Linked DNA regions of Mus musculus: regions 1, 2, 3, 5, 6 and 7 are each linked to region 4. Evidence: chromatin contacts called from public ChIA-PET, HiChIP or PLAC-seq, Micro-C and promoter capture Hi-C data. All regions are on one chromosome and are shown on one strand. The core of a region is the stretch at or near the end of the contact, and the rest is flanking DNA. Distances in the headings are between cores, read along the strand shown. Region 1 holds the start of 1110028F18Rik (RIKEN cDNA 1110028F18 gene). Region 2 holds the start of Cdh3 (cadherin 3). Region 3 overlaps Cdh3 (cadherin 3). Region 4 holds the start of Slc7a6 (solute carrier family 7 (cationic amino acid transporter, y+ system), member 6). Region 5 holds the start of Edc4 (enhancer of mRNA decapping 4). Region 6 holds the start of Nutf2 (nuclear transport factor 2). Region 7 holds the start of Carmil2 (capping protein regulator and myosin 1 linker 2).

The links. Promoter capture Hi-C pulls out the DNA fragments that hold promoters and counts their contacts. Hi-C and Micro-C count contacts between places; a contact is called where the count stands out from the background. ChIA-PET counts read pairs in DNA pulled down with a chosen protein or histone mark. HiChIP or PLAC-seq counts read pairs in DNA pulled down with a chosen protein or histone mark. Capture Hi-C pulls out chosen DNA fragments and counts their contacts.
Region 1: an H3K4me3 HiChIP or PLAC-seq map of bone marrow-derived macrophages shows a contact between it and region 4, with 6 times the contacts expected there. The contact joins the promoter of 1110028F18Rik here to the promoter of Slc7a6 in region 4. A contact is called at or near these places in 3 of 115 datasets of contacts at active chromatin or transcription factors (bone marrow-derived macrophages, extraembryonic endoderm stem cells and pancreatic cancer cells) and 1 of 9 other capture datasets (pancreatic islet).
Region 2: a contact with region 4 is called in a Micro-C map of embryonic stem cells, with 4 times the contacts expected there. The contact joins the promoter of Cdh3 here to the promoter of Slc7a6 in region 4. A contact is called at or near these places in 1 of 484 Hi-C or Micro-C datasets (embryonic stem cells), 2 of 115 datasets of contacts at active chromatin or transcription factors (embryonic stem cells and pro-B cells) and 1 of 9 other capture datasets (pancreatic islet).
Region 3: a contact with region 4 is called in a promoter capture Hi-C map of trophoblast stem cells, with 3 times the contacts expected there. The contact joins the enhancer-like site here to the promoter of Slc7a6 in region 4. A contact is called at or near these places in 5 of 39 promoter capture datasets (the 3T3-L1 cell line, the SN4741 cell line, embryonic stem cells and 2 more) and 1 of 115 datasets of contacts at active chromatin or transcription factors (microglia).
Region 5: a promoter capture Hi-C map of neural stem cells shows a contact between it and region 4. The contact joins the promoter of Edc4 here to the promoter of Slc7a6 in region 4. A contact is called at or near these places in 2 of 39 promoter capture datasets (neural stem cells and pre-B cells), 2 of 115 datasets of contacts at active chromatin or transcription factors (embryonic stem cells and microglia) and 1 of 9 other capture datasets (liver).
Region 6: a contact with region 4 is called in a promoter capture Hi-C map of pancreatic islet. The contact joins the promoter of Nutf2 here to the promoter of Slc7a6 in region 4. A contact is called at or near these places in 3 of 39 promoter capture datasets (embryonic stem cells, pre-B cells and stem cell-derived epiblast-like cells), 3 of 484 Hi-C or Micro-C datasets (B cells, CD4 T cells and forebrain), 6 of 115 datasets of contacts at active chromatin or transcription factors (the SCID.adh cell line, effector CD8 T cells, embryonic stem cells and 3 more) and 2 of 9 other capture datasets (adipose tissue and pancreatic islet).
Region 7: a contact with region 4 is called in an RNA polymerase II ChIA-PET map of memory CD8 T cells, with 67 read pairs. The contact joins the promoter of Carmil2 here to the promoter of Slc7a6 in region 4. A contact is called at or near these places in 2 of 39 promoter capture datasets (liver and pre-B cells), 2 of 115 datasets of contacts at active chromatin or transcription factors (memory CD8 T cells and thymic regulatory T cells) and 2 of 9 other capture datasets (embryonic stem cells and pancreatic islet).

Annotation. Positions count from the first base shown.
Region 1 is chr8:106,584,642-106,588,789 of GRCm38.p6, reverse strand. 1110028F18Rik (RIKEN cDNA 1110028F18 gene) reads right to left here and starts at 1,647. Exons shown (of 3, transcript NR_045470.1): 1 at 1,373-1,647.
Region 2 is chr8:106,509,053-106,513,211 of GRCm38.p6, reverse strand. It overlaps Cdh3 (cadherin 3), which reads right to left and starts at 2,360. Exons shown (of 16, transcript NM_001037809.5): 1 at 2,206-2,360; 2 at 1,871-1,988. The coding sequence starts at 2,253.
Region 3 is chr8:106,527,751-106,531,550 of GRCm38.p6, reverse strand. All of the region lies in intron 2 of Cdh3 (cadherin 3), which reads right to left. Among named protein-coding and RNA genes, the nearest start is that of Cdh3, 19 kb to the right of the region's middle. Within about 2 kb of position 1,515, at least 48 of the 459 cell types and tissues checked have an H3K27ac peak or open chromatin away from gene starts, as enhancers often do. A contact at or near this core is called in the SN4741 cell line and trophoblast stem cells, where this site is marked.
Region 4 is chr8:106,166,521-106,170,340 of GRCm38.p6, reverse strand. Slc7a6 (solute carrier family 7 (cationic amino acid transporter, y+ system), member 6) reads right to left here and starts at 1,487. Exons shown (of 10, transcript NM_178798.4): 1 at 1,387-1,487.
Region 5 is chr8:105,878,648-105,882,840 of GRCm38.p6, reverse strand. It overlaps Edc4 (enhancer of mRNA decapping 4), which reads right to left and starts at 1,960. Exons shown (of 29, transcript NM_001301100.1): 1 at 1,683-1,960. The coding sequence starts at 1,764. Nutf2 (nuclear transport factor 2) reads right to left here. Exons shown (of 5, transcript NM_026532.4): 5 at 2,439-4,036. The coding sequence ends at 3,923.
Region 6 is chr8:105,858,678-105,862,444 of GRCm38.p6, reverse strand. Nutf2 (nuclear transport factor 2) reads right to left here and starts at 1,912. Exons shown (of 5, transcript NM_026532.4): 1 at 1,740-1,912.
Region 7 is chr8:105,684,775-105,688,429 of GRCm38.p6, reverse strand. It overlaps Carmil2 (capping protein regulator and myosin 1 linker 2), which reads right to left and starts at 2,156. Exons shown (of 39, transcript NM_001357333.1): 1 at 2,117-2,156; 2 at 1,779-1,870; 3 at 1,634-1,684; 4 at 999-1,061; 5 at 753-877; 6 at 555-646; 7 at 290-360; 8 at 99-172. The coding sequence starts at 2,156. Gm33578 (a long non-coding RNA gene) reads left to right here and starts at 2,210. Exons shown (of 2, transcript XR_387987.3): 1 at 2,210-2,269.

The sequences.
Region 1 (4,148 bases), core at 398-2,897, 420 kb before region 4:
CCATGCAAACAAACAAACAAACAAAAAAAAAAAAAAGAGAGAGAGAGAGAGAGACTGCCTCCCTTCTCAGAGTGGGGTGTGTGTGTGTGGAGGAATCAGGCCAATATCAGACCCAGCCTAGGGGAGAGAGAAAGCCCCTCCCAAAGGGCAAGCCCTCTTGAAGTTTGCCAGCCAATGAAAATAGCTCCTTGACAGTCAGTTTCACCCTGGCTAGATAGAATCACAGATACCAAGGGAAGGGCTGGAAATTCACTGTGTGTGTGTGTGTGTGTGTGTGTGTGTGTGTGTGTGTGTGTGTGTGTGTGTGTGTGTTGGGGGAGTGTCTAGAGACAAACAACTCTGCTTTTGCTTTGTTTGATTTAGAATTCCAGGTAGCCTAGGCTGGTCTAAAACTCACCATGTAGATGAGGCTAGCCCTGAACTTCTGATTTTCCTGCCTCGATCTCCTAAATAGTAGGATTACAGATGTTTGCTAACGTGCCCAAATTGCTTTTATTTTTTAAATTAAAACATTGTTTTCTTAGACTATATATTATTCTATATCTAGAAGTGATGTGTGGTGTGTGGGTGTGTGTGTACATGCGCACACGCACAGGGTACATGGATGTGTGTGTGTGTAAATTTTCCTTACTATAAGGAACTTTGAAGCCAGCATGATAATGCACACTTGTAATTCCAGCCCTAAGGAGGCTGGGGCAGGAGGATTATAAATTGGAGACCAGCCTGGCCAACATAGGGAGTTCCAAGCCAGCATGAACTACACAATGAAACCCTCCCTCAAAAAACGTCAAGGGAGGAAAGAAACTTTGTGTCTCACTTTTTTTTTTTTTTTCAATTCCCAGGAGCTAGCCAGAACATATTGTAGGGAACTGGCTGGTGTGATCTGAAAGCAAAATGGTTTTCCTTCAGTAACTCTGTTTCCCCTCTAAGATAACAAACAAGCCTAGAAGAAGTTCCCAGTTTTCTTCTAACCCTAGAAAGTTTGAGCCCATTTAATTGAGTTGATTAATCTACTTATTTATTAGTTAGATTGTTTGTTTTTGAGAAAGCCTCTCTATGTAGACCAGGCTGGCTCACAGAGATCTCCTGTTTCTGCCTCCAGAGTGCTAGGATTAACAGTGTGTGTCACCATGCCTGCTCTTTCAGCAGATCCTACTGGCATGTGCCACCACAACAGGCCATGCCTGCTCTTTCTGGTTTTGCTTTAGTTTTTTGTTGTTGTTGTTGTTGTTGTTGTTGTTGGTTTGTTTTTTTTTTTTTTTTTTTTGAGATAAGGTCTTGTAACTTTAATTCTTTAAATCCTATTTTTAATGATGCTTTAACCTCCCTTTTAGCTCACCAGCCACCAGAGGTAATGAAAAAGAAAGGATACAGGGGTCAGGGGAGAGTAGACCTGTTTAGGAAGGTTCTCTGGAAATCAGTTCAGGTCACAGGTTACCAGGCAGCCGAAGCTCTACTCACTCACAAGCATTTCATGGATACACCAGCAGTCCAGTTCAGTAGAGTTGGATTAGTAACAGTGGTGACAAGACCTAGCAGAGCCAGCCAGGCTTCAGCCTGGGCTCCAGTCAGCCGGAGGGATTAGGAGGAATGCCAGGAGAAGTTCTCAGCTATGCCTCTCTCAGGGAAACGAACATCAGCAAAGCCGCCACACCCATAAGCGTTGCACAGCTAGCTCTATAAGCAAGCCAAGCGCAGCCTCTGTTACTATCCCTTGACTCCTTCAAACATCACGTGTCCTCCACATATCTTGCCTCAGACGGGTCTTGCCTCAGCATGCGCATCCAATCAGCCCAAGTCCTTGGAAGCAGCAACAAACTGCAGCACACCCTCAGAAGCTTTTTGGTGCATTTCTCTCTGGTGTCCCAACAAATGCAGCTCAAAGCATGCAATGGGAGGCAGACCAATACATGTTAGCAAAAAAAAAAAAAAAAAAAAAAAAAAGAAAAGTCCTTCATCACGTGCCCTTTCACATGCTTGCTTTAGCAGAACATCCTCTCTCCTGTGTCTGCTTCAGTCCGCCTTAGCCTTTCACACCTGGGTCCACTTTAATGAAATGTTCCTTCAAACTCGAATGTTTGCCCCAGCAAAACTATCCAACCAACTTTCCAAAGAACCATCATGTTTCCATGTTAAGGTCTCATACTCCAGGCTGATCTGGCACTCGGGGGATGATCCTGAACTTCTCATTCTTTTATTCCCAACTCCCTAATTCTGGGGAGCTACCACAAGTACCCTGGATATTCTGTCTATGGGATGGACCGCAAGACTTTGTCCTTGCTTCAGAAGAGCTCTGCCAGCTGAGCATCACCCCTGGAGCTCCCAGCCTTTTTTTTTTTTTTTTGGTTGGGGGTGGGGGGCAGGGGAGTTGAGACAGGGTCTCTCTGTGTAGCCCTGGCTGTGCTGGAACTTGCTCTGTAGACCAGGCTGGCCTTGAACTCAGAGGTCCACCCATCTCAGCCGCCCAAGTGCTGGGATTAAAAGCATACACCACCACCAACCTGGCAGCTTTGTTCTCTTATTATTTTGAAATAGAGTCTCATTAAATTTTCAATACGGCTTTGACCTTGCTCCATAGCCCAATTGGTGATCCTCCTGCTTCAGTCTTCCCAGTAGCTAGGATTATGGGTGGCACTGCCAAGCAGATAATTTTGGACTTCTTGGCATTGGAGGCTATATAGTATTCTGGTTGCCATTTCTTCCCATAGGAGCCTTGGAGTTAGTTCTCAACTGAGTGAAATTTATGGGTCCTGTCCATTGATTTTCAATTTTCAGCTCAATCTCCAGACTAAGCACTGGAGGAATAGTTACAGTTACAGAACAAAATATAAATGTTCTGAATAATGCATGATGATTAAAAATTGCAAGCCAGGCACTTGAGAGGCCAAGGCAGGCACCGGGTTGCAAACTGTTCTACTCGTATTAGGGAAGTCTGCATGGGAAGCAGCGGTTCCTCTTTCCTCTTAGGGAAACTGAGAGGTGGTAAGATTATCCATGGCCAGTAGTAGGCAAACTGGGGTAAGATATAGTGGACCAGGCACTGTGCTAAATACCAGCAACAGAAAAAAGGGCAATAACATTATCTACATAGAATGACCCTTAGTGCTAGGGTGACCAACTGTCTCCATTTGCCAGAGATGAAGGGTTCCCAAGACAAAGGACTTTACATGCTAAAACTTGGACAACCCCATATAAACCTCCGTAAGTCAGTCATCTCAGACTCAGTAAGCATTGAGTGACCTTCTGCACTTGAGTGTGCGTGTACACATGAGTGCCACTTAAGCCTGTGTTGGTAGAAGGGCTGGGATTTAGTTTTTCCACATTTTATAGGAGGCAAGGTGGAGCTGGCCCGGTTGGAGGCAGACTAAAGCAGGTGGCAGAAACTTCCTGTCAGGGTTAAGAAACCAGAGCCATAAAATAAGGGCAAAGAACAAGGTGTCCAAGGCAGTCTGGGAAAGTTCCAGGGTCCAGACTCAAGGGGAAGAGGCCCGTATTGTTCAATGAGATCATTTGTTCAGTCAGCCCGTCCGTCTGTCAGTAAACATTCACTGAGCCACCAGTCTGCAGGAAGCACAGAGCTAACAAGGAAGGGCCGTTTCTGTCTGTGAGGAGCTTTGGTCTGCTAGAGCTAACAGACAAGGAAACTAGGGACTTAGAATCCAGGGCGAGCGACTGTTGAGATGGCTCAGTGACTAAGAGTGCCGCCTGCACATACTAAGAGCAAAAGTTCAGTTCCCAGCACCTACACGAGTCAGCTCAAACCATCTGAGACTCCAGATCTAAGGGATCAGACATCCTCTTCTGGCCTCAACAGGTGCCTGCTCTCACATGGCAAACACAACACACACACACACACACACACACACACACACACACACCTTTTTGGTTTTGTTGTTTTGGTTTTGTTTGAGATAGGGTCTCAATATATAGCCCTGACTGCCTGGAACTTGTTATGTAGACCAAGTTAGCCTCGAACTCTCAGAGATCCACCTATTTCTGCCTCCTTAGTGCTGGGATTTAAAATGTGCCTTTATATTTAAAAAGGAAAGAAGAGCCGGGCGGTGGTGGCACACGCCTTTAGTCCCAGCACTTGGGAGGCAGAGGCAGGCGGATTTCTGAGTTCGAGGCCAGCCTGGTTTCCAAAGTGA
Region 2 (4,159 bases), core at 1,111-3,610, 340 kb before region 4:
CTAAGTGGGCCGGAAACTTGCTTTCACTCAAGACCAAAGTGATTTCCCATTTCCAGGGAAGTCTGTCCCGAGAGTCAGTAGTGTTTGTCGGGAAAATCACGATGTGCCAAGCACATTAGTCTACTCTGTTTTATTAACCAGGTACATTCTTGGTACAAGCCTACCATTTTCACAATCATAAACCAGACATCAGAGAAAGCAGAATTTCCTCAGGAAAAAAAAAAGTTTTAAAATTGGTGATGTCACCAGGAAGCTCAGGCCAACTCAACCATGTAATCAAAACCCTGATCAGCAACCTCAAGCCAAGGAAAGTGGCGGCTAATCTGATACTTTTTGCTTCAGTAAGGAAGATAAGACACAACTCAAAGCTATACCTGCTCTCTGAATACAGCAGAGGATGTGGAGGTGGGGGTGAGGGCTGGGGTGGGGGCGTGGGGTGGGGGGAGGTGGATTTGGCAGAGATCTGGTCAGCCATAGAGCTTCCTCAGGGAGCCAGAATTGGATTTGGGGCCCTGGCCAAGTTAACATTTTTACAGGTTGGCTCAGTTGCAGTTTGTTAGCCCGCCAGTAATAAACCCATGTGCAAGAATTTAAAGTTTATGAGGCATGGCCTCTTACTGCCTAGGCTCCGGCTCCCTACAGCCAAGCCTTTAAGGAACCTAGCCTAGCCTGGGTGTTAATTGTTTTGTCAATCTGCAGAGTTATTTGAGGAAAAAAAAAATTTTTTTTTTAAAAAAGGCGTTCTACAGACACAAGGGTCTCACTTTTCTTTTGGAGAAACAAAGGAAAGTCATTCTGCTTCTCAGCGTGGACACCCCCATATTCAAGCTGTGGACGTGTGGACCTGGAGTGAGAAGCACTAGAAAATGCTAGGTGGCAGATGCTTTTTGGAAGTCAGCAGAAACTAGAGATTCCCTTCCCACGTTCTCTGGAACTTTACTTAAGGATCCGAGTTTAACAACTTGGGTTTAAACTCCCGAGAAAAATCCCACTGTCCTCTGTAGTCAAAGAGCCCGCTAACCAGCTGATAGATGCCCGAGTCTCATGACACACTGGTGGTTCTCAGTACCGAAATGACCCTCCACTTTTAAGTTTTTGAACTTGAGTGGAGAAAATCGCAACAGAAAGATCAAAATGTGCTTTGATCGCTCGCTCGCTCACTCACTGGTCGGCTTGGGACACAGACTGCCTTCCCCCCTTCCCCCGCGACTCAAGTAATTAACATCCTAGTACCAAGACGCTTGGAGTGAGGGACCTAGTGTTCCCGGTGCGTGATGCCCTCCGCCCAGGTGTGCCAGGCCATTCGCAGGCAGGCTGCAGGGGCGCAGGCCCTCCGGGAATGGCAGGGTTAAGAGTGCATTCCAGCTGCCCGGGAAGAAGGGGGGCGGGGAGGGCAGCCTGGAGAAGAGAAACAGACCGGGTCTGTCTGTCGGAGACACAAAGCACGGTTCACAAAGGGGGCCAGAGAAGGGGCGAAGGGGGCTGCTCAGGGCACGGTTCATCTCCACACCTGCGCGGGGGTTGCGGGAGGAATGTGCACTGCGCATTCCTCTACTGTGGCGGGGCGGGAGAGTTTTCCACGTCGGGGCTGGGTGAGGGGCTCAGCCGCGAGGCACCGAGAGGTCAAGATAAGCAACAACAGTAGCAGCGAGGCACAGAAGAGCTGGACGTTAGTAGGCGCACCGTTGCTCAGCCTTCTCGCGCCCAGCCCAGCCCGGGAGCCACTTTCTACGCCTCCCGAGGATGTGGGGTGGCTCCAAGACGTCCCAGCTCTGCTCTAGACAACCTTCCGATGCGCCACAGTAAAGCGAAGCACGTGTGGTCTTCCGCACTGTGGCTCCATCCAGGCTGGCTCCGGGAGGGGTCTTACCTTTCCCCAGAACTTGGCTCGGCTCCAGGTCAGTTCCTTCCACCTCCAAGGTCACTCCAGCCTCCCCGATGAAGCCCGCTCGGTAGGGCTCGGAGACCACGCTGCGTAGCCAGCAAACCTGAGTGTGAGGGTAGAAGGGTTAAAGAGGAGGCTGAGTCACAGGCATGCCTGGTTCTGTACACCCATTCTTGGGAGTCCTGGGGGGGGGGCCCTCCGGGACAACCTTGGCCCCAAGGAGCACAGCCCTAAGATTCCCCCGACGCCCGCAGCGTGAGAACCCCACCCGCCCTCCAGGGAACAATCCGGGTCAGGACCATGGCAAAGCACTGTGGTACCTGGAGCAGGAGGAGCAGGAAGGCGTGAGGCCCACTAAGAAGCTCCATAACTGAAGGGAGGTGAGAAGGCTGCCGCGACGGTGGGGCGCGCTCTGCTAAGCTCCGGGTGCAGCTTTGAGCACCGCGGCTCGCTGGAGCCCGCGGGAGGAGGCCAGGTGCGCTCAGGTAGCTGCTGATTGGTCCAACGTCACAAGGTCCCGCCCCCTCGCAGGTGGGGTCGAGGCCAGCCTGCCGAAGGCACTCTCGAAGCCCTAAAGGTCCTCCCTGGTGCCCTCCACCGGCCTCCCTGCTCTTCTGGAACTACTTCTGAAAGGTACCCCGTGGCTCTCGCAGTCTCTGGCTTCGATGGAAAATAATCTAACAAAACAAAACCCCCCAATCCACTCCACCTCAGCCTCTGCAGCACGGGAAGACAAATATTCCATTGCTGGCAGCTACAACGGAAAAAAAGTGGAGACGCATCTGAAACCCGACAAAAAAACAGAGGCTCCCCATTCATGCTACCGGAGGCGCTGTGTTCAAAGCTTTGATGAAGGCAGGGCGTGTCTTTACACCCGCTACAGAGGGGTCTGCCCTCTGCCACTTTCTCTACCTCCCACACTAGGCCGGGGAGGGGCAGGGGCGGGGGCGGGGGAGCGCTCCCGGGTTTTAAAAGTGGCATCGAGGTCTCAAAGGACCGCGCTACGCGATCTGATACACGTGTGAGAGAATAGTAACTTCCGTTTGCAGCTGGACAAATGGAAGGCAGCTAGTACAGAAAGTCCCAGAGTTTGGAAGCCATAGTAACTTCAAAGGGCTTGAGGTAGGGCACAAGCTATTTGTTATCAGCCCCATTATTTCTGGCACCCCCAATATAAATGTTTTCTTTCTCCAAATATAATTGTTTCCTTAATTTTATGTTAAATGCAAACAATGGAGATTTTTGCGTTATTTATTATTGTCATGTATGAATGGCCCATCGCACACATGTGAAGGTCAGAGGACGACTTTGTGGAGTTGGTTCTCGCCTTCCTCCTTTAAATGGATTCTGGGATTGAACTCAGGTCGTTAGGATTGTGCATTACCTGCTGGGCCCAAACTTTTTTTTTTAACACTTATTTATGTATTTATTTATTTTATGTGAGTACACTGTCGCTGTCTTCAGACACACCAGAAGAGGGCATCAGATCCCATTACAGATGGTTGTGAGCCACCATGTGGTTGCTGGGAATTGAACTCAGGACCTCTGCAAGAGCAGCCAGTGTTCTTAACCTCTGAGCCATTTCTCCAGTGTGCTTTACCTGCTAAACCATCTCCTTTGTCCGTTTTTTGTGTTTGCTTGTTTGTGTGGTTTTTTTTTTTTTTTCTTTTGTTTTGAGGCAGACTCTCACATTGTAGTCTCAGGCTGGCCTTGAATTCATTCAAACCTTCTGTCTCTGGCTCCTAACTGCTGGAATAAAAGACAATGACCCACAATGACCAGCTTAACAATGATGACTTTTTAAAAAAAGTGTAATGTGTCTCAGGCTGGCCTGAAACTATGCACCTGGGATGGCCTTGAACTTCCGATTCTCCTGCCTCTACCTTCCTAGTACTAAGACCTTGTACCTAGTACTAAGACTTGCCACCCCATGCACAGGTTCCAACGGCCCCATTCCCCGTGCCCTTTCCCTGTAAAGGCATCTCTCCCCCATCCCCTGCCCCTCCTCTCTGCAATGCTGGAGATTGAACGCATGACCTTGCACACCTGCCAGGCAAGTAAGTGCTCCACTGCTGAGCTGCAGCCTCAGCCCTGGATGAGACAAGCCTTCTGAACCAACGTATCCCCCCACCCCCATTCTCCGAGTGCGCCTCATCTTGCATTGCTCTCCAGAGAATCCCAGGATGATGCTTTTTCTCCAGCTAGCTCAGCTTTAGAAGTTTATGTTTGTTTTGTTTTGTTTGCCTTCAAGTATTAACCTGTACCTACCTGTCC
Region 3 (3,800 bases), core at 266-2,765, 360 kb before region 4:
TTTGAAGGAAAGCTCTTAAAAGAGCTCACTGGCCCTAGTCCCATTGTTGCTAATGTCTTTAGGAGAGATACTCTAGACACAGTATATAGGCTATGTAGCCGCAATGGAGGAGCTGGCCACCTCAAAGCTGAGGAGAAACACCTCATGAGACCAAACCTTCCTTGGTTTCTAACGCTAACCCTTGAGAATTGTGAGACTCAATTCCTGTCCTGGCCAACCAGCCATGGGACTTTGTCTCAACGGTCAGGAATTCTCATTCTTCTCATTACTGTTACCTGCCAACATTAGCATAGTTTGTTTTTATAGTTTCTTTATTTTCAGACGGAGCCCCTTGTAGTCCAGGCTAGCTTTGAACCTCTGACCCTCCCACAGCCGTCTCCCAAGTAGCTGGCTTATAGACATGTGCTATCACGTCCAGCTCACAGCTCCCTATTTCATCTTCATGAAGAAACTTATGAGAAGCATTTTAATGGCCATTTTTGAGTATGGGAAACTGAGAGGTTAAACAAGTTCTCTGAAGTCCCATAGAGAGGCCGTGAAAATCCAAGTGGTTCCCAGACCAGCCTGAACCCAGAGTCATCTGCATAACCATGGCCTTCTCCATCTCTTAGAGAGCTTCTTCCACTTACCACGGCTCATCTACTGAAATAATAGTCTTTTTTAAAGCCAGTTTTTTTGTTTTTTGTTTTTAACTAATGTGTATGGCTATTTTGCCTGCATGTATGTTTGTACACCACATGCATGCAGTTCCAGAGGTGTCCAGAGGAGGGCGCTAGATCCCTTGGAATTGGAGTTATGGACGGTTGTGAGCTGCTCAGTATGGGCACTGAGAACCATGGAGCCTTGACAAGAGCAATGTGCGTTCTTAACTACTGAGCCATCTCTCTCTTAGCCCCCTAATATTTTCATTTTTAAAATCTGTTTTGAGTACCAATGTCTTTTTTGTTTCTTTTTTGGATCAGGGTTTCTTTCTCTGTGTAGCCCTAGGTATCTTGGAACTTGCTCTGTAGACCAGGCTGGCCTTGAACTCAAGAGATTTTCTTGCCTCTGCCTCCTAAGTGCTGGGATTATGGGCTGGCATAAGCATCAGTGTCTTGATGAAGAACTTGGATGAATTTACTGGAAGTTTAAGAGTTGGAAGAACAGCATTCAACTTCACAGAACTACCGAGTACCACACAAATCAAGACCCCCCAAAACATGACTCTGTCAGCCACAAACAGCATCACCTAGCACTCACCACGAGGAAACCACAACTCCAAGGTCACGTGACTTGCTTACGTGCAGACTGCTAAAGAGGAGAATTAGAATCCGAACCCAGGCACAGTCAGAAGTCTATAGCCGTATTCTTCATGCAAAAACTGCCTTTGTGTGATGCAACCCATGTATCTGGGACACCAGGACACAGGGAGGAACAAAAATGCTTATCCGCAAGTATGACTAAACCCTTGCAAAATGCTCCTGGCTATCCAAGCTAATCCACAGTGGATGACTGACTCATGTGACATCATCGTCCATGCAAGGGAAGACCAACCGGTTGTCACAGAATGCTGTGGAAAGGGTAGGGGATCCAGCTCAGCGGTAAAGCACTTACCTCAAGTATGAGGCCTTCTTGGCTTTGTTCCCCCAGCTCTCAAAAAGAAACAAGCTATCAGCTATGGATGATCTCACACTGCAGGCTATATGAAAAGAACCTAGACACACTGTTAACACGTTTCAAAGGTAGAGAGTTACCTGATTCTCTAATAATCTGGTCACATCTGGACTTTTCCATTTGACTTTTTTTTGGGGGGCGGTGGCAATGGAGATTGACCAGGAACTCACATATATACTAGGCAAAAATTCTGTCACTGAGCTACACCCCTGGTCCATATATCAGTACTGTCTTTGAGGGCTGGAGAGATGGCTCAATGGTCACGAGCACTTTCTGATCAGTCACAGGAATGGAGTTCAGATGCCAGCACCTAATGTCAGGCAGCTCCAAGGGACCTGTTGCCCTCTTTTGGCCTCTGTGGACGGACACCCGCCACCCTAAATAAAATGGAAAAAAACCAACCAAACAACAACAACAACAGAAAATTGAAAAAAAAATCTTTGAAAAGCAATTTTAAAAAATAGGCTTCTGGGAAGAGACCTCCGTAGCTGGGACAAAGATAAGACTTTTTGTCGCTGACTCTTCTGGACTCCCATGGCACGGACTGATCAACTGTTCAAAACACTTAAAACATGCCAGGCACGATAGATATCATTCGCTTGTAATCCCAGCACGTAGGAGGAGGAAGTGCAAGAATCGTAAACTCAGTGTCTTTCTGGCTACAGAGTGAAGCCGTCCTTGACTATAAGCCATCTCAAAACAACAACAACAACAAATGTAAAAACTCCATAGTCACTGTCCTGTCCCTGTTCCAGAACGGAGAGATGGCCTCCAGCTAGCCCGGGTGTGCAGTAGCTCTCTCCAGCAGTTCTGTCCTTCCAGGTTACCCAGCAGGGGACTAATGACTCCGCCCATACTCAGAAGCCCTAAGTCCCACCCTCCCAAACTCTAAAATCTGCCATACCCACAAGGAGCCAGTAACTGGGAAAACAGCTAGCTCACCCTGCTGCCCTGTCTCCTGCACTACCCTCTGGTGCATGGTACCTAGATGTTAGCACCTCAGTATCTAGGCTGTCCATCTATTCTCAGAGGGGACAGTTCCTCTGAGACAACAATCAAGCTGCCAGCAGTTACGTGTTATGGATGTCTTAGCCTCCCCCGCAGACCACATATTCCTGGCGCATCAGCTCCAACTCCTATTCAACAGGAAGCAGAACACAACCAAGGGGCAGGAATCCCGGCAGGCTGGGACATGCTTCAAACACCCACTCTGCTTGAGACACTCAGTTAATTAAGTCTTTTCCTCCCCAGTGCTGGGAAGAGCTATCGCCCCCAAGGTAGGTATTACAGCTTCCAGTGTAGAAGAGGCTTTAGGGGTACAGGGATGGAGGTGTCTCGAACTGCCCCCCCCCCCACCAGGTAACAGCATCAGAGACAAAGCCCCTACTACACAGCCCCATAGAGGTTCAGAAGACTCGGGTTGAACGCTACATAATTATCAACTGAACGCTCAGGCAAACGTTGCGAGCACGTGGAAGTTCTATCTACTCATCTGAAAAGTGGGAACACTAATGTGTGCCTGGTCCAAGACAGGCCTTCGTGAAAAGCACCATCAATCGACGTATGCACAATACATACAGAGTCTTGTCTATATCAAGCCCTAGACTCCATCCCCCAAATTTATGTTGTGTATATGGGCGTCACATATGTGTATGGTGCATAAACACACACACGTGAAGGCCAAAGAGTCTCTTACTAAATAGGAAGTGCCTTACTAAATGGGAAGTTCAGCTGGGCTGGCTGGCTGGCAAACCCTCAGGAGCAGCCAGTCTCTACCCTCAGTGCAGGCTGGGTTATGGGCACACACAACCACGCCAGACTTTTATGTGGGAGTTCAAACTCAGATCCTCATGCCTGCAGAGTAAGTACTTGTACCCACTGTGCCATTTTTCTGGTCCCTTCTTTTTTTTGAGATGAGGTTTGCCATGCAGCTCAGGCTGCCCTTGAACTCACTACGTAAGCTTGGCTGGCCTCAAACTTGTCATTTCCTGCCTCGCCCTGCCTTGTATTAGGATAAGGGGAGTGTGCAATCCAGCTGGCCTTTTTAAGAGAATGTGCACCCAAGTGCATGCAGTACCTGCACATGCCTGAAGAGGGCGCAAGATACTCTGAAACTGCAGTTACCTAGGGTTGTGAGTGATTACATA
Region 4 (3,820 bases), core at 238-2,737:
CTCTTTGGTTCGAGGTGCTAGAAATGAAACCCACTTGCATGGCAAGTACTGCCTTCTCTCTCCACCAGGGTGGTGATTTTTCCACACATTTGCCAGGAAAGAAAAATCAAATATAACTCAAGTAAACAGCCTAAGACCCATGTCGGGAAGCAAAAGCTATCTGTATGAAATCACAATGGAACTTGAACAAAATAGGAAGCCTGGGTAGATTCCTCAAGGACCTCACCAGGTAAAGAAGTAAAAATGACCCCAGGAAGCAGTTGCAGACTTTAAAATCTGCTCCCCCTAAGTCTTTAAATCCGAGATCGATTGGCTCTCAGATATAAGGAGCCAAACAGCTGAGCATATATAGCCTGTTAGATGAGCTGCCCAAAACTGAGAGGGGTCGTTCTCCCCGCCCCCCAATAACAGCGGAGATTGCATTCTCTCCAACACATAACCCAGTGATCTCGATTGGTTCCCCAAGACTTGTTAAATTAGGTGTTTTCTATTTATACTGACCCATTACACAACGCGGTGACCAGCCTTTTGGCTTGGTGTGCAGAGTAACAGAAATTTTCCGAACATTTCCCAAATATTTCCTGATAATTGTGACATGAGATGGTCCAATGAGACGACAAAATACAGGAGACACTCAAAAGAGTAAGAGCACCGTGTTCCCAAACGCCAATACCTCAGCACTCTAAAAGTCCCAACCGGAGTCAGAGGTTTCAACAGCCCCCAAGAAGCTGCATTCCTGCATTCACACACCCGCCCTGCTGTCTCTGCCCTCCTCACACACAACGGCTTCTTCCTCCTCCTCCTCCTCCTCCTCCTCCGCCACCTCTCAGTGCTCCAGGGAGGTTCACCCAGGCTCGCACGGTCACGGACTGCGAAGGGCTCAGTCCTTCAGCCTTCACGCCCGCTTCTCTCACACTCAAACCTCCTTCACCGTCTCCGTCTCTCTCAGGGTCGCACACACTCCAGAGCCACCCTCACGCCCACGGTTTTCCTCCTCGCACTCTGGGTTTTTCCGTCTACACACACACACAAACAAACACACACACACACACACACACACACACACACGGCCCCTTACACTCACCATCTCACAGTTTTTCACAAACAGTCCCCCTTACACTCGGGATCTTGCACACTCACAAAGCCACCCTCGGGGTCTCTCTCCCCACACACGCGCCCGCGCGCGCGCCTGCGTCTTCCTCACACGGCGGTCCACTCCAGGGATCCACGCTCCCGGCGTCCTCTTCTCAGCCGCCGCGTCTCTCCCGCGCCCTCCGCCCCACGCGGTTTCCGGCCCCGCATCCAGCACGCGGCCACGGAGGCCACGCAAGAGTGTTCGGCCGCACACCAGAACGACCCCGAGCCGAACCGGAGCCAGCCCCTCACCTCCTCGGCCTCGCCAGCTACCTCCTCGTGGCCCGGAGCTTCCAGGATGCTCGGTCGCGCCGTCGCCCCGGCGGCCGCTCAAGCCCCGCCCACGCCACGTCACTCGCACCGGATCGCGACAGCGCGCGCCGCCAGGGGACCCGGCTCGGAGCGGGGGCCCCAGGCGGCGTTGCTTCCGGGCACTGGAGCACGCCGGGGCCCTGGGCGATCCGCGTACCGTTACGGAGCAGCCTCCAGCAGGCCGCGCCCGGACTCTCCCCGCGGGCTGTGACTGGGGTGCGGTCACCCTCACCTGGGATGGACACTCCCCGGCTCCCCACGCAGTCACTTGAAGCCTCTGGGGCTCCACGTGAGGATGCTGCTGCTTGGAGCTCTAACGGGCCCACACACACCTTCTCCTCCTTGGCCTTTGGGGACTGCACGCCCAGTGGGACCCCAGACAGTTGACACAAAGAGCTCTGGACCGCCTCCCTATCTAGATAACTGCCTCCCTTCAGCCCGGGAACCCAGGAAGAAATACACTCCCGGGACCGGTGCTCTGACACTCAGTTCAGACTCCATTAGACCCAGGAAGGCTGCCACTTCTGGCTCTCTTCGCTTTGTCCTGGTCTCCCCCGACCCTGCTGACACCCCTCTTGGGGATGCTGGGACATCCTGACCTTTTCTTCTCCCGTTGGTTGCTCCTCTATCTCCTTTTAGGTTATCTTTTTCCTCTAGTGGCGCTGGCGTTCATTCTAAGACTTCCTGCCTTTTATATTCCACCGGACCTTCTAACAACTGACCAGTCTGGCAGGGATAAATATAGTCTAACGAGACAGTTGTGCTTTTCTCGTAGGCTATCAGACTTTAAAAACAAAACAAAACAAAAAAAAAAAAAAAAAAACAAAAAACAAGAACAAAAAACCCAAGAAATCAGTATTTCCTCCAGGAATAGCCTGCTAGGAGATCAAGTGGACGAAACATCTAAAGGAGGAACATATCTCCTGGCTAAATATTTACAACTTGTCAGATACCTTGAAAGAAACAGACTTGGGAGTTTGTTTGCAAGGGACCCCATTCTTTCTGCATTTCTCGCTTAAGATTTAAACCTTATTGAGAGATAAGTAGTGTGCCGGGCAATAGTGCCCATACCTTTAATCTCAGCATTCAGGAGGCAGTGGGAAGTCACTCTATGTGAATTCGAGGCCATCCTGGTCTACAAATCGAGTCCAGGACAGCCAGGGTTCTGTTACACTTAAACTTTGGAAAAACCAAATAATTAACTAAACCTCTCCTAAAGTGCTCTCCTTCCTCCTTCCTGATGAATGAAAAAAACAGGGACATGATCACTCCTAGGTATGGTTGAAGAGAAGGTTTTTTGTTTTTTGTTTTTTGAGACAGGGTTTCTCTGTATAGCCCTGGCTGTCCTGGAACTCACTCTGTAGACCAGGCTGGCCTCAGACTCAGAAATCCACCTGCCTCTGCCTCCCAAGTGCTAGAATTAAAGGCATTGCACCACCACTGCCCGGCGAAGAGAAGGTTTTTATTGTAGCTATTAGGGAGAGCACAGCCAGAGGCATTTGGAAGAATCCAGCCTGAACATAGCCAACAGGATAGACCAGGCCATGAGAGGTGACAGGGTGGGGGAAAGCAGGAAAAGAGAGAGAGAGAGAGAGAGAGAGAGAGAGAGAGAGAGAGAGAGAGAGCAAGCAAATGAATGAAGAGAGGTGGCAAGGACCAAGAGGCCATGAGAAGAACCAAGAGAACACTTAGCCAAAATGTCAGAGAGTATACAGGAAAGAGAAGCTGGTGAGAAATACTAATTCTTTTTTTTTTTTCTTTTGGTTTTTCTAGACAGGGTTTCTCTGTATAGCTCTGGCTGTCCTAGAACTCACTTTGTAGACCAGGCTGGCCTCGAACTCAGAAATCTGCCTGCCTCTGCTTCCTGAGTGCTGGGATTAAAGGCTTGCGCCACCACACCTGGCTCGAGAAATACTAATACAATTTCTTGATTGGGTAGTAACAGAGCCTGGCCTCGTCCACTTTAACATGTTAATAGGAACCACACAGCCTTTGGTCCCAGGTTTCTTAGGAAGTTAACAACCTATAGGCGTAGGATGCAGTCCTTGAGGACCCCTTGTTGGTGCTGCCCCTTTTGGGTTCTCGTCTTCGAAACCTTGATCAGTCTCTGACGCAGCTCAAAGGGGCCCTGAGTTCAGGCTCCAGCTCCAAAGAAGGAGCATGGCAGGAATCCAACAGATCTGAGGATGAGGGAGGCTCCCCAGCACAAGCCAGCAGCCAGACTCTGATTCCCTAGCAAGAGGAAGGGTAGTACGGGGGGTGAGGGGTGGGGAGCAGGATATGAGACCACCAATACTTCTTTGATGTAAGCTCCCTACCCCACCTGAGAAACGCCATTACCAAGAGATCCACAATGAGTCAGGCAGTGACTATT
Region 5 (4,193 bases), core at 711-3,210, 290 kb after region 4:
TCCCTAATTCAGATACCACTTCCCAAACTCGCTAGCAAGAAGGCACTTCAGGAAAAGACCAAGTTTTCAGTCATAAGACAGTCTTAGGTCTGATAAGTCCTTCGAGGAAGAGACAGGCAGAAGCTACTTGAAAAGAAAACCATCAGCTGGACAGCAGCGGTGCACACCTTTGATCTCAGCACTCTGGAGATCTCTGAGTTTGAGGCCAGCCTATACAAACTACACTGAGCAAGTTCCAGGACATCCGGGGCTAAAGAGAGAAACCCTATCCTAAAAAACAAACGAACACCCAAACCAACAACAACCAAAAAATCAAGTGCCGGTCACCAAACAAAAGAATTACATGGAAAGACCCTTTCTCTCTCACTAGGACTAGAACCACTCTAGCTGCTCAGGGATGAGCTGGCTACTCTCCCTTCCTAGCCGTCTATGGTGAGGATAAAAAGGCCTAGGCTACACAGCTAATCATGCCAGGCTCTACAAAGTCTGTACACAGTTGTCTGCTCAGCTGACCGTGGGCATCAGAGGCACTAACCGCCTCATGAGTCAAGGGAGCACACCCTGAAAGCACAAGCCCAGGAGGCTCAGACAGCAAACGGATTATCTGTGGCTGTCTCAGCTGAACCCACTGGAGAGTACAAGTGCCCGCTTTAGCAGTCTGGGTTCCACCAGCAGGCATAAAAGGTGTGAGAAAAGAATCACTTCTCAGTATGTACACCATTATCTCTGGTCAACCACCTCAATGTTCAAACGTCTCTGAATCGCACGGAAACATCTCATTTTTATACATACTATTTCCTTTTTGTAATATGTGTCTTCCACATAAGTGCCTCGAGGACTTTTCCTGGTATTCAATCTCCTGTCTATAGTATCCAAACTAGCCCTAACAGTCTCCTCTCAAACCAGCCCTCTATCTCCCTCACCGTTATTTCCCCATTCCCATCAAAGTACCCTGACCATCCTTTTACAATAACATTATATTACAATGCTGGTGGCCTTCTGTCCTGGGAACTCTCATCTGGGAAGAGTAGCCCCAAGGAGGATACTGGGAGCCTAAGTAAAACTCGAATGAATTGGGAACATATGGGCTTGCTGACGTTTGGAACCTAATCTAACCTCATCAGAGCCTGTCTGTGATCTGCCTTCAATCCAGGAGAAACATGCTTTTGGGGTTGTCCACCTTTTGCCAGAAAATCGTTTTCAGAGCAACACCTGGCCTGGGAGTATACACTTTTGGGGGGAAGCCAAGTTGCAGGGTGGGCACAGAGGCTCTTCAGCAGATCACTTAATTCTAGGCCTAGAACTCGCTAAACCGACACTGCACCAGGCCTCTGAACCCTGGCGAGGAGGGATACGGGGCCAGTTCTCAAAGCACTGAAATTTGGAGGCAAGGAAACCAGATGGATTGAGTGGATTCCGAGGAGAGCGCCATACCTTCAGCCAAAACACTTAAGAACAAGGCAGAATGGTCTGGCATAGGATGGGGAGGGGTAACACCCAGGGGTCTGCGCCATTCTCTGGATATACCCAGGGATCATCCATGACTCCAATTCCTGTCCTCCGCAATCAAACCGGAGGATCCCGAGTCTGGCTAATGGAGCCTATGGCACCCGAAAACGGTTCAGATCCACGCCATACGTCCACCACTTCGCTAAGAGCCTACACACCCCATCCCGGCTCACCTCCGGCGGGCCGGTCCAGTTTGAGTATGTCCCGCAGATGCTGCGTGGCGTCCTCAATGTCGATGCTCGCGCAGGAGGCCATGGGCCCAGCCACGAGAGTCCTGCTCGCCCGACGTTAGTTCCTCTACCTCCGCAGTGTCCAATTTCGCCCAGCCACGACCCCGCTAGAGAGGAGACAGAGCACTACACAAAACCTAGCCGCAGTTCGCAAACCGCCGCCCGGACTGCGTCCGTGAGCCCTGCCAACCCCACCAACCGCCTCCACTTCCGGTCCCACTGACCTTCGCTCCCGGAACCTACAACTACCGCAGAAGAAAGGTTCCGAGCTCAAGGAGCCCCAGTTCCTATCAGAGGCAGCCTCCGTAGGCTGCTTGCTCCTGGCTAGCCCAGTAGTGGCTAAACTTCACAAGACTGAGAAAGAGTAAATGTACTCAGCATTGGACTGCCTAAAACCCTACCATCTCTGGAGATCTAACCCAGGTCCTAGGCCATTCTGATGAACTGGATAATGGTACAACAAAGCCAACTTTACCACTCAGGTAGTAACTTTTCAGACCTTAAATAAGGTGAACTGGTAAGGGTCTGTTCCCCCGCTTAGGAGTAAGCAAGACCAAGACATCTTCGAGGTCATTAGCCCCAGGAGATGCAAGGGCAAGGGAGATAGTTTCTACCCCCAAAACTGTCATTGTTACCAACTGTCCCCAGTAACCCCTTGTCCCACACGGTAACTTCACGTTAGGAATAAAGAGACCATAGTTTACAAACACCTCTTTATTGCAGACATTTCAGGCACAGGTACATGGAAGAAGCTGTATTGCAGATTTTATACAGGGTGGATTAAGAGGCAGCTGGCATCTACCTCTCTCCCACCCCTACTTCCCCCAATACACAGCAGCTAGAGATCAATCCCACTGGAACCTTCTGTGTAGCGTCCAGGACTATGCTGGTCTAACCAGGCAACCTGTGGAGTATGTGGAAATCTTTACTCTCCCCTCACAATGCAGGAGAGCAGGGAGAAGGGCATGTTCAGGTGTGCCTAGCCAATCCTAAACCCCAAATCCTGGGCTTGGTTCTAGCTTGCAGTTGCTATTTTAGTAGCTTTATACTATCCAGAGGTCTCAAGGATGAAAAGCTATATCGGTACTGAGCAAGACCTGTGCCCAGACTAAGAAACAGGGCAGAAACTGCCATACTAGTTAAGATTTCCTGGGATTTGAAGAGTGTATGGGGTATGTGGAAAGTAGGAAGATGGTGTGTAAATGCCCTGCACAGGTCTTGAGGGGAGAGTTAGAGCACTCCTTCACACTGCTTCCTTCCAGTGTGGAATTTATACTCCACCTAATGGCGCCTGGCTCTGATATCCCAAGCAGGCAGCACAGCATCTCTCGCTTTGCTTGGGGAATGTGGGCATCTGCATGTCACTTATTTTGGGTATAGAGCAGGCCCCTACATTTAGGACTTCAACCCAGAGGGTATAAATATGGGAAGCCATATTTGCTAAGGCCTTTCTAGCTGCTACAGAATATCTACCCTGCTACTAGACCCAAATCTACAGAGCAGAGGCCACAGGTGGTATCAGACAGAGCTGACTGAAGAGCCTTCAGTCCAAGAGAAGCTTCAGGCCAGGCCTGCGTTCCAAAACCCTGGGGCTGGAGAGAACTCTGCCCCGGCCCGCAGACATGCGAGCTTAGCCACTTGAGTGAATCTGCTCCTTGCAGTAGGTTCTGTTGAGGTGAGGCAGATGGGGGTGGGGAAAGTGAGACAATGGGCTGGAACTGTTGATGCCCAGCCAACTACTTAACTAATTAAAACAATTTAAACTGTTAAGAAAATTTTTGTGGTTTTATTGTATCATGAGGCATTGAAACATCTGAACAAATCAATATCTGGGCGGTTGGTGAGGCAGCTGCTTTCTCCTTCACTTCTTTGGGTTACTAGAGCAACTTGTCAGTAGATTAAAAAAACAAAACAAAACAAAAAATAAAACAAAAACAAAACCCGACAATCGTTTGCATTACTTAAGTCTTTCCAAGGCATGCGCTGGTACAACACAAACTTCCTGTCAGATGCGACTAGTCTAGCATCCAAACATCATGCACAACACCGTGGTGACAGAAGCGCCCTGCACCCGCTCCCGCCTCGGCCCTGCTCGTTTGTGTATGATATTTGGAGCATCTGGAGGAGTGAGCTAGGATTGGGAAGAGGGAGGAGGAAACAGCGTGACTGTGGCCAGGAGGAGGTCAGCCGAAGTTGTGCAGGGCAAGCCTGAACATGTCATTGGTGCAAACCCAAGCATCGTTGATGTTCTTTAATAGAAACATCTGGTGGAAACCCATGATGGGATCTTCATCAGCCTGTACGAAGGGAGAAAGAACAGATTCAGTGAAGGGGCTAAGGAACGGAAAGGATGTTTAATGGTAGTACAACCTAGGGATCAGGTACTAATTATCTTAACACTGAATTCCAGTACAGAATAGGTATTTGTGAACGTGAATTACTATGTGGGAAACT
Region 6 (3,767 bases), core at 663-3,162, 310 kb after region 4:
AAAAAGTGTGGAAATAGCTGCTTTTAGTTCCAAGTGGCTCCTACTTCTTTGACCTTTTATGTTCTGTGGATAGTCCTTCCCAACTGCTTAGCTTAGCACACCAGGGAGTCTCTCCAGAGCCTATTGGCTAAGCCTTACTTCCATGTGCTTAACAGCTATAATAGAGATTAAGAAGCTGAGTCAGTCCATAGAAGGTAGGCCCTGGTGAGAGCTGAGCAATTTGCTTGTGGCCTTTGACTAGGGAGAATGACTGGACAGAGAACTGTACTGGAGGGGGAAAAAAAAAATCAAGTGAAAGCCAGAGCAACAGTACTGAGGAAATATTCAGGGAGCAGGGGGCGCTAAAGATAGTGGCTTTCAGCTTTCTGGCCCTAAGTCAGTCATCCTAAGAGACTGGGCACTCTGCTTGCCCAGGTCTCTGGGACCTCTTAGGCCTTTTAAGAACTGTGACACAGAAGCCAGCAACAGACCAGAGAATTCAACCTGACAAGAGATGCTTTCTGCCAAGTCCTGGGAGCTTTTCTCCACTAGTTCCTAATCATCACTCAAAACAGAAGTGCATTCTCAAAGCCTGCCTACTAGTAACTAGTCAAATACACTACATCTCCAGGAATTCAAGGTGATGGATGACCTGAGGTGCCATTGCTAAGGTACTTTCTCTAGACCCATCCAGCTTCTTGACTGTTCACAGGCAGCCCTAGCACACGTGAAGAGAAAGCAGACATCGTGACTTCTAGTTCTAGATCTACAAAACAACTTCAAAAGGCAAAAACAGTCTAAGCCAGTGCCATAGGCACAAGGCCCCTTCCACCTTCTCTGGGCTCAAAAACCTCAAGCATGGAGTCCATTTCTTCATGAATTAAATCCGACCTCATCACTTCAGTAAGGAGTCATCTTCCTGCTAACTCTAGGAGGTTCTAACGTACTTTAGAATTGGGCCCTGACTGAGAAATCTAACAAAAACACTGGAGGCTCACACAACCCACCCCAGAGCTGGAGTCTAGTCATGGATAAGATTGGAGCTGCCTCTCCAAAGATACTAGGTCCTTATTTTCCAGGACTAGCTAGAGGTAAAGTCCCACGAGGCATCCCCTCCCACCCCAGAATCCCTGCCCTTGTCCTCCATGCTGGACACTGCAGCACCGGTTCTACCGAGGTAGAGGTTAAGTTTCGTGCACTCCCAGCAGGCAATCAAGCAGAGAAGCGTTCACCTACATCCTAGCCGGGCTATGGTTTGGAACCGGGCAATGGTCCCAAGCCCCAGCAGCGGCAGGAGGGCCACCCTTACCCATGCTGGCTCTGGAGCGAGCTGGGTGGCGTTGCCCATCCCCGGATCTTCGCCGGCGGGTGGTGGGACGTGGGTCTGGGATCGGCCCGCCAACCTGCCTGCAGAGGTTGCAGGATTCGAGCAAGCCAGGCAAGGCCACACAGGGCCGGGCCCTGAGAGCTATCCTGATCGTCCGGACAAAAGAAAAAGATCTGGCCATCAGCCAAGACACAGGGTGGCCCGGACAGCCGTCCATCAGGCTCTCAGCATTCCCCGGGCCGCGGCCGCAGACAATCCGCGGTAGGCGGAGCCGCGCGCGACACATGGTGCGGGCCCCGTGCCTCTTCGGGCCGCCGTGGGGGTGTGAAGAGGGGAGGGGCCTCCCAGGGCCTCGAAGCAGAAGCTCCCGGCGGCCTAGAGCGCGGCTCCTGCGGCCCAGCCCCCGCCCCGGAGCGCTGGCCCCAACACTCACCCGTGGGGCTGGCACGATGGCGGCAGCGGCGGCGGCAACCCAGCGCGGTCTGCGACCGACTGTCCCTTCCCCCTTGCCTTCCCTCGCCCGTCCCGCTGCACTCAGGGAAACGTAGTCCCAGTATGCTCCTTATACGCCTTAGTGAGCTTAGCTAGAACTACATTTCCCAGAATGCCATTCGCAGAGGCGCAGCCACGGCTCGCAGCGCGGGAGGAGAGGCTAAGTTAGGGAGGGAGGCGGTCCGGGTGAGCCCCTGAGAATTGTGGTCTAGCGGAAGCCTCTGGAACACGGAGTTGGCGCCAGGCAAGGATCAGGTCTCGGTTGTAGCTGGGTCCCAGCTGGCTTGGCCCCGCCTAAGTGTATGTGGCCTATGGAGCCTGACCCCGCCTCCATGGGAGCCTGGTTTAGCTTGGAGCTGGCTGGCTTGTCCCAGCAGCCCCTCCCTAGGCCCCTAGTCCAAAGCCTACTCCCTTTAGGCGCCCTGGCTACCAGCTCTGCTCCTCTAGCATCAACCCACGGGGGCGAAACCCACTCCTCTCTTGTTCAATGAGTTAGCTGTGTCTCAGAGGAAGCCACTTATCCCAAAGTTGGTTGGAAGGTAACTAGGTTTTTATTGAAACTCTAAACACTCATCTAAGGTGGGCCCATAGTTGGAGAGGTTAACCTCACGTGTACAGAGAGGTATTTTTAAAAACAGAATCGTGAGGGTTTTCTTTTTTTGATTTCCAGGTTTACTTGTTTTGTTGGAGCAGACAGGGCAACTATTTTTGTTTGTTTATTTGTGTTGAGGAGGGATGAGCCACGACATGGGTGTGGAGGAGAGAAGCAGCTTTCTGGAGTCAGTTCTTCCACCATGGGGGCCTTGAAATCAGATTCTCTCAGGTTTAGCGACCCACGGAGCCAGCTCACCTTCCAACTTTAATTTTTATTGAAAGATAACTGGCGAAACGTAATTTTCCTAAATGGCCAGACTGTAAATAATCTTCCCACCCCTTCCCCTTTACTTTCAATATCCTTTTCAGTTTCCTGGGTGACACAAATATTTGAAGTAACGCCTCTCCGTCCCGCCTGTGCTGGGCAAATGGCTCTGCTACCAACCCACAGAACCACAGAAAAGGAAAATGGCTGCAAACACCCCTATCTTCCTAGTCAGAAGACTCTTTAATACTTCTGTTTTGCCCTCTTAGCCTCACCCCACCTCCTGGAGATGACTGATAAAACCAGGCTAAGCTTCTTGATTAAAGCCCCTGTCTAAACTGGGCAGTGGTGGCACGTGCCTTTAATCTCTGCACTTGGGAGGCAGAGACAGCAGATTTCTGAGTTCAAGGCCAGCCTGGTCTAAAGAGTGAGCTCCAGGACTTCCAGGAGACAGAGAAACCCTGTCTCGAAAAACAAAACAAACCAAAAAAAAAAAAAAAAGAGAAAAAAAATCCTCTGTCTATCCAGACCACTTTGCTTGGTCACTAAGAACTCCATGTTACCCTGTTGGCGACACATCAGGAGCCTGACCCCACCAAGAAAACAAAACACAAGCAAATCATGAGACAGGATGAAGGATCCAAGGAATGTTGCTAATGGGTTCAAAAGAACCAAGGTGACAGCATCTGTTCTTTGGAAGACCAGGAACTCAAGGACAGGCTGGAGAGAGAAGCCCCCATTCTAAGGGAAGGGTATTGGTTGGTAGCCTGAAAATACACTGCTGTGTTTTCACCACCTGATCACAAGCCAGAGCTAACCCTAAGAGGCCGATGTAGCTTCTTCCTAAACTGGGCACCTATACAGCACATACAGCAGCTTTCTTTTTGTTTGTTTATTTGGTTGGTTGGTTTGGTTTTTTTCTAGACAGGGTTTCTCTGTGTAGCCCTGGCTATCCTGGAGCTCACTCTGTAGACCAGGTTGGCCTCAGAAATCCGTCTGCCTCTGCCTCCTGAGTGCTGGGATTAAAGGCGTGCTCGACCATGCTTGGCTAATACTGCAGCTTTCTCAAGACCCATTTCCCAACTCAGAGCCAAAGGACAAAAAGGGAAG
Region 7 (3,655 bases), core at 907-3,406, 480 kb after region 4:
CTTCCAAACACAGGGCTCAGTCAGCATCCCCCCTCTACAGACAGACTAGGAATTTGGGTGCTGGAGTTCTCGCCTCCCAATCCTGGCTGGCCTCATACCGGCTGCCAAAGTGGCTGAAATCTCCAAGGCAGAAGTGGCGGCAGCCCTGGCGATGGTAGATAGTGTCCACATCCTAGATGTAAAGAAAAAAAGTCACAGCTAGCCTGGGGCCACAAAGGGTAGAGGGGCTTAGCACACACAAGGGGCGTCAAACATCCCCAGAACTCCCCCAAAAGGGCCCTACCCTCACCCACTGAATCTCCTCTCGGAATGGGAAGCCATTGTAATCGCACAGAGCTTCGTATGTTTCCAAGAAGCCACCTAGAGAGGTGTCGGGGGAGTGATAGGGAAACAGACAGGCACTAAGTCAGAGACAGGGGAAGGTCAGCCCCATAGTAGATGGCGGCAGTGATAAAAGTGGCCCTGTTCACTTTGGGGAGCCCCCCCAATACCAAGAGACTAGGATTGCATGGAGGCAAACTGGAAGGTTTATGCGGCTCTGACTTGGCCCTCACCGCACGGACTGCTGGGTATGGTGGACTCTAAGGGATGGCTTCTCTCCAGTCGAGCCAGCAGAGACGAGGGTGTGGGCTTCCGGAATAGCTTCCTAGGCAGGGGATAAGGAGAAGAGGCAAAAGGGACTTCTAGCTCCTTGAAGGATGAAAAGCTTTCACTGAGGCCCTGCCCCACCCCTTGGATTTTCTAAGCCTCACCCAAGGGTTGAGCGAGGGAAGACCTTTTTGATGGCAGCAGCTACATGCTGAGCCAGCTGTTCGAGGGCAGCCACACAGGGAAACTCCAGGACCAGTTCAGGCAGGGACTCCAGCTCAAAGGTGACCTGGGGAAGGAGGAGCCTTTTGGATCCCTGTGTGGTGGAAGCGCTGTCCATTCAGAGTGATATGTGTAGGAATAAATGATCAAGCGGAGTGTATGTTCAAGTTGGGGTCCAGCTTTCTTACCCGAGGGGGTGTTTCCTGTAGTGCCATGGCCTGGACCTCCAGGTAGCTGAATGTACAGTCCACCTGGAAAGCATCAGAGTCATTCCAACTGACTGTTGCTACTCTCTTGAGCCTAGTTCGTTCTTTCTTTCTTTCTTTCTTTCTTTCTTTCTTTCTTTCTTTCTTTCTTTCTTTCTCTTTCCTGAGACAGGGTTTCTCTGTGTAGACCTGGCTGTCCTGGAGCTCACTCTGTAGACCAGGCCTGCCTGCCTCTGTCTCCCTAGTGCCAGGACTAAAGGCGTGCACCACCACCTCCTAGCTTGTTCTTAAAATTTAAAAATTGTACTATTGGGTGTTTGCTGGCATGTTTGTCTCTGTACCACTCTTGTGTGCCTGGTTCCCAAAGATGCCAGAAGACGGTGGTGGGTGCCTTCGAACTAGAGTTCCAACCACTTGTGAGCCCACCTGGTGGTGGGAGAATTGAACCCAGGTCCTCTCTCCACAGCCCATGATTTTGTGGCATCCTGAGCTAGACCTGCCCAGACTTCCCTCCTGTCTGCTGTTGGAAAGTAAAAGCCAGCATGGGCAAAGAAGACAGCTGCGCAAGGCAGTCCCTTGCTGAAGGGGAAGGGGTGTTGGCCCGGCCTGGGACTCACCCTCAGGGGAAGGCAGGTGTGCAGCAAATATGCCCTCCATCGAAGCAGTGCCTGGGGGGAGACAAAAGACTAATACTCTAGGGAAATCAAGTTTCTTTGTGCAGGGTCTGGCCACTGTCCTGAGCTTCACTCCTGGCTACCATACCAGGATATGGCTTTGCTCGGCACCCTCCTGGGGAAGCCAGGTTTTCAACAGCAGCTCCGCCTCCTTGGGCCACAGGAACCTGGTGATCTCGCCTGTGGAAAGACAGTCTACTGGGTGACTTTGGCTCCTCTATTAGGGCCACTCTGTGCCCAAGGTCTGTGCTAGACTGAGTGCCCAGGTATTCATGTGTGGATCAGCTAGGAAGAAATGAAGCGGACTTTTAGGCACTGGCCCTCCCTCCAGAACAAAAACCCCTGGTCAAGTTCCCTAAGGCGCCGAGAGGAGAGGTCTGGTTTGGAGTCAGGCTCTTCATGGCCAGGTGGGCTCCCAGGGCTTACCTCGCAGTTCACAGGATATGTCGTCTGGGGTCTGTGCCATAGGGCCGGGACGGCCCAATGAGCTCTGGCGGGAAAAAGCAGCCGGCAGGAGCGTACACAGGAAGCCAGGGGCCCAGGCAGCAGTGCAGCCACCTGCTCCTCCTGCAGCGGAAGGTACGCGCTTCTTCCTGCCAGGCCGCCCCCGGCCCGGCCCCTCCCCGCCCCGGCTTCGTTGGCTGAGTTCGCCCCGGGTGGGAGGTTGTGGGAGGATGGTCGAATCTTGACTGTTGCTGTCGCTCAGGGACTTTTCCTTCCGCGTACTCGGGTACTCATGGGTGTGGTGTGTAGGGGAGAGGGTCTTGCCTTTTCACCCCTTGCCTGGTGCCCTACTTCCACCCTGCCCCGTAGTCCCGGGCGCAAACACCAGGGGACGCCACCCTCCAGGGGATGCCAAAGGCCTAACTAACTTGATCTATCCCAAGACACAGGTTGGGTAGGTTGGAGTAACTCAAAGGAAGCCAGAGCAGTTGTGTCTCTGTGCAGTAAAAATTACCCACCACCCAAGGTTCTGCCCTGCTCAGATACGAATTTAAGAGTCTGGCAACCTATTTGTAATCCCAGCACTGTAAAAACAGGCAGGAAGAAAAGAGGCTGGGCTGCACCCTTTTTTTTTTTTTTTTCTCCCCGAGACAGGGTTTCTCTGCGTAGCCTGGGCTGTCCTGGAGCTCACTTTGTATAGACCAGGCTGGCCTCGAACTCAGAAATCCACCTGCCTCTGCCTCCCAAGTGCTGAGATTAAAGGCGTGCGCCACCACCACCCGGCCTGGGCTGCACTTTTTAGAGGTGTGCCAGACTTTTTGACTGGACCATGGTTGGTGCCTGCTTTTAATTGGGAGGTCCAGGCAGGAGGACTCTTGAGTTTGAGGTCATTCTGGTCTATAGTCCTTGTCTCAAAAACCAGATTAGCCATAATCCTTTGTAACAGGTTCCTCTCATTTAGATGCGGGCTCTTTGGGAACATCTGTAGCTAATTTATGACCTGAATCTCACTGAAGGCTGGTGCTGGTATTTGTGTTCTCAGGTTGTCTGCATTGAAGTTCAGGGAGGATTCACTTGAGCCTAGAGCTGGGATGAGTATACTAGCCAGAAGCATGCTACCCTACAAAAGGGGCTGATTCAGATCTTACCCACACACCCCCACCCCACAGACTTCATTAAATCCCACTTCTAACTGCCCTACCCACAGTTCAGCAAAAGAGAAAGACAAAGTCTTGGAGAGCAGAAGCAACTATGTATTATAATCTCTTAGGCTTCTGTCCCATCTCTACCTTTCCCAGACAGAGGATGACTTGGGAGTGTCCTCTAAGCGGGACCCTCTCCACCAAGTCCCAGTCACTCTGGTTCATGTTAAGCCCAGGACTTTCTGGCTAACCTGGACAACACAGAGAGACCCCGTGTCTTCAAAATAAAATGGCTAATGGCAGTAGTATTTATCTACATGAAACCGGAGTTCAATTTCTTGTGCTGTGAAGCGACAGCCCTTTAACATGTTTGCCGACT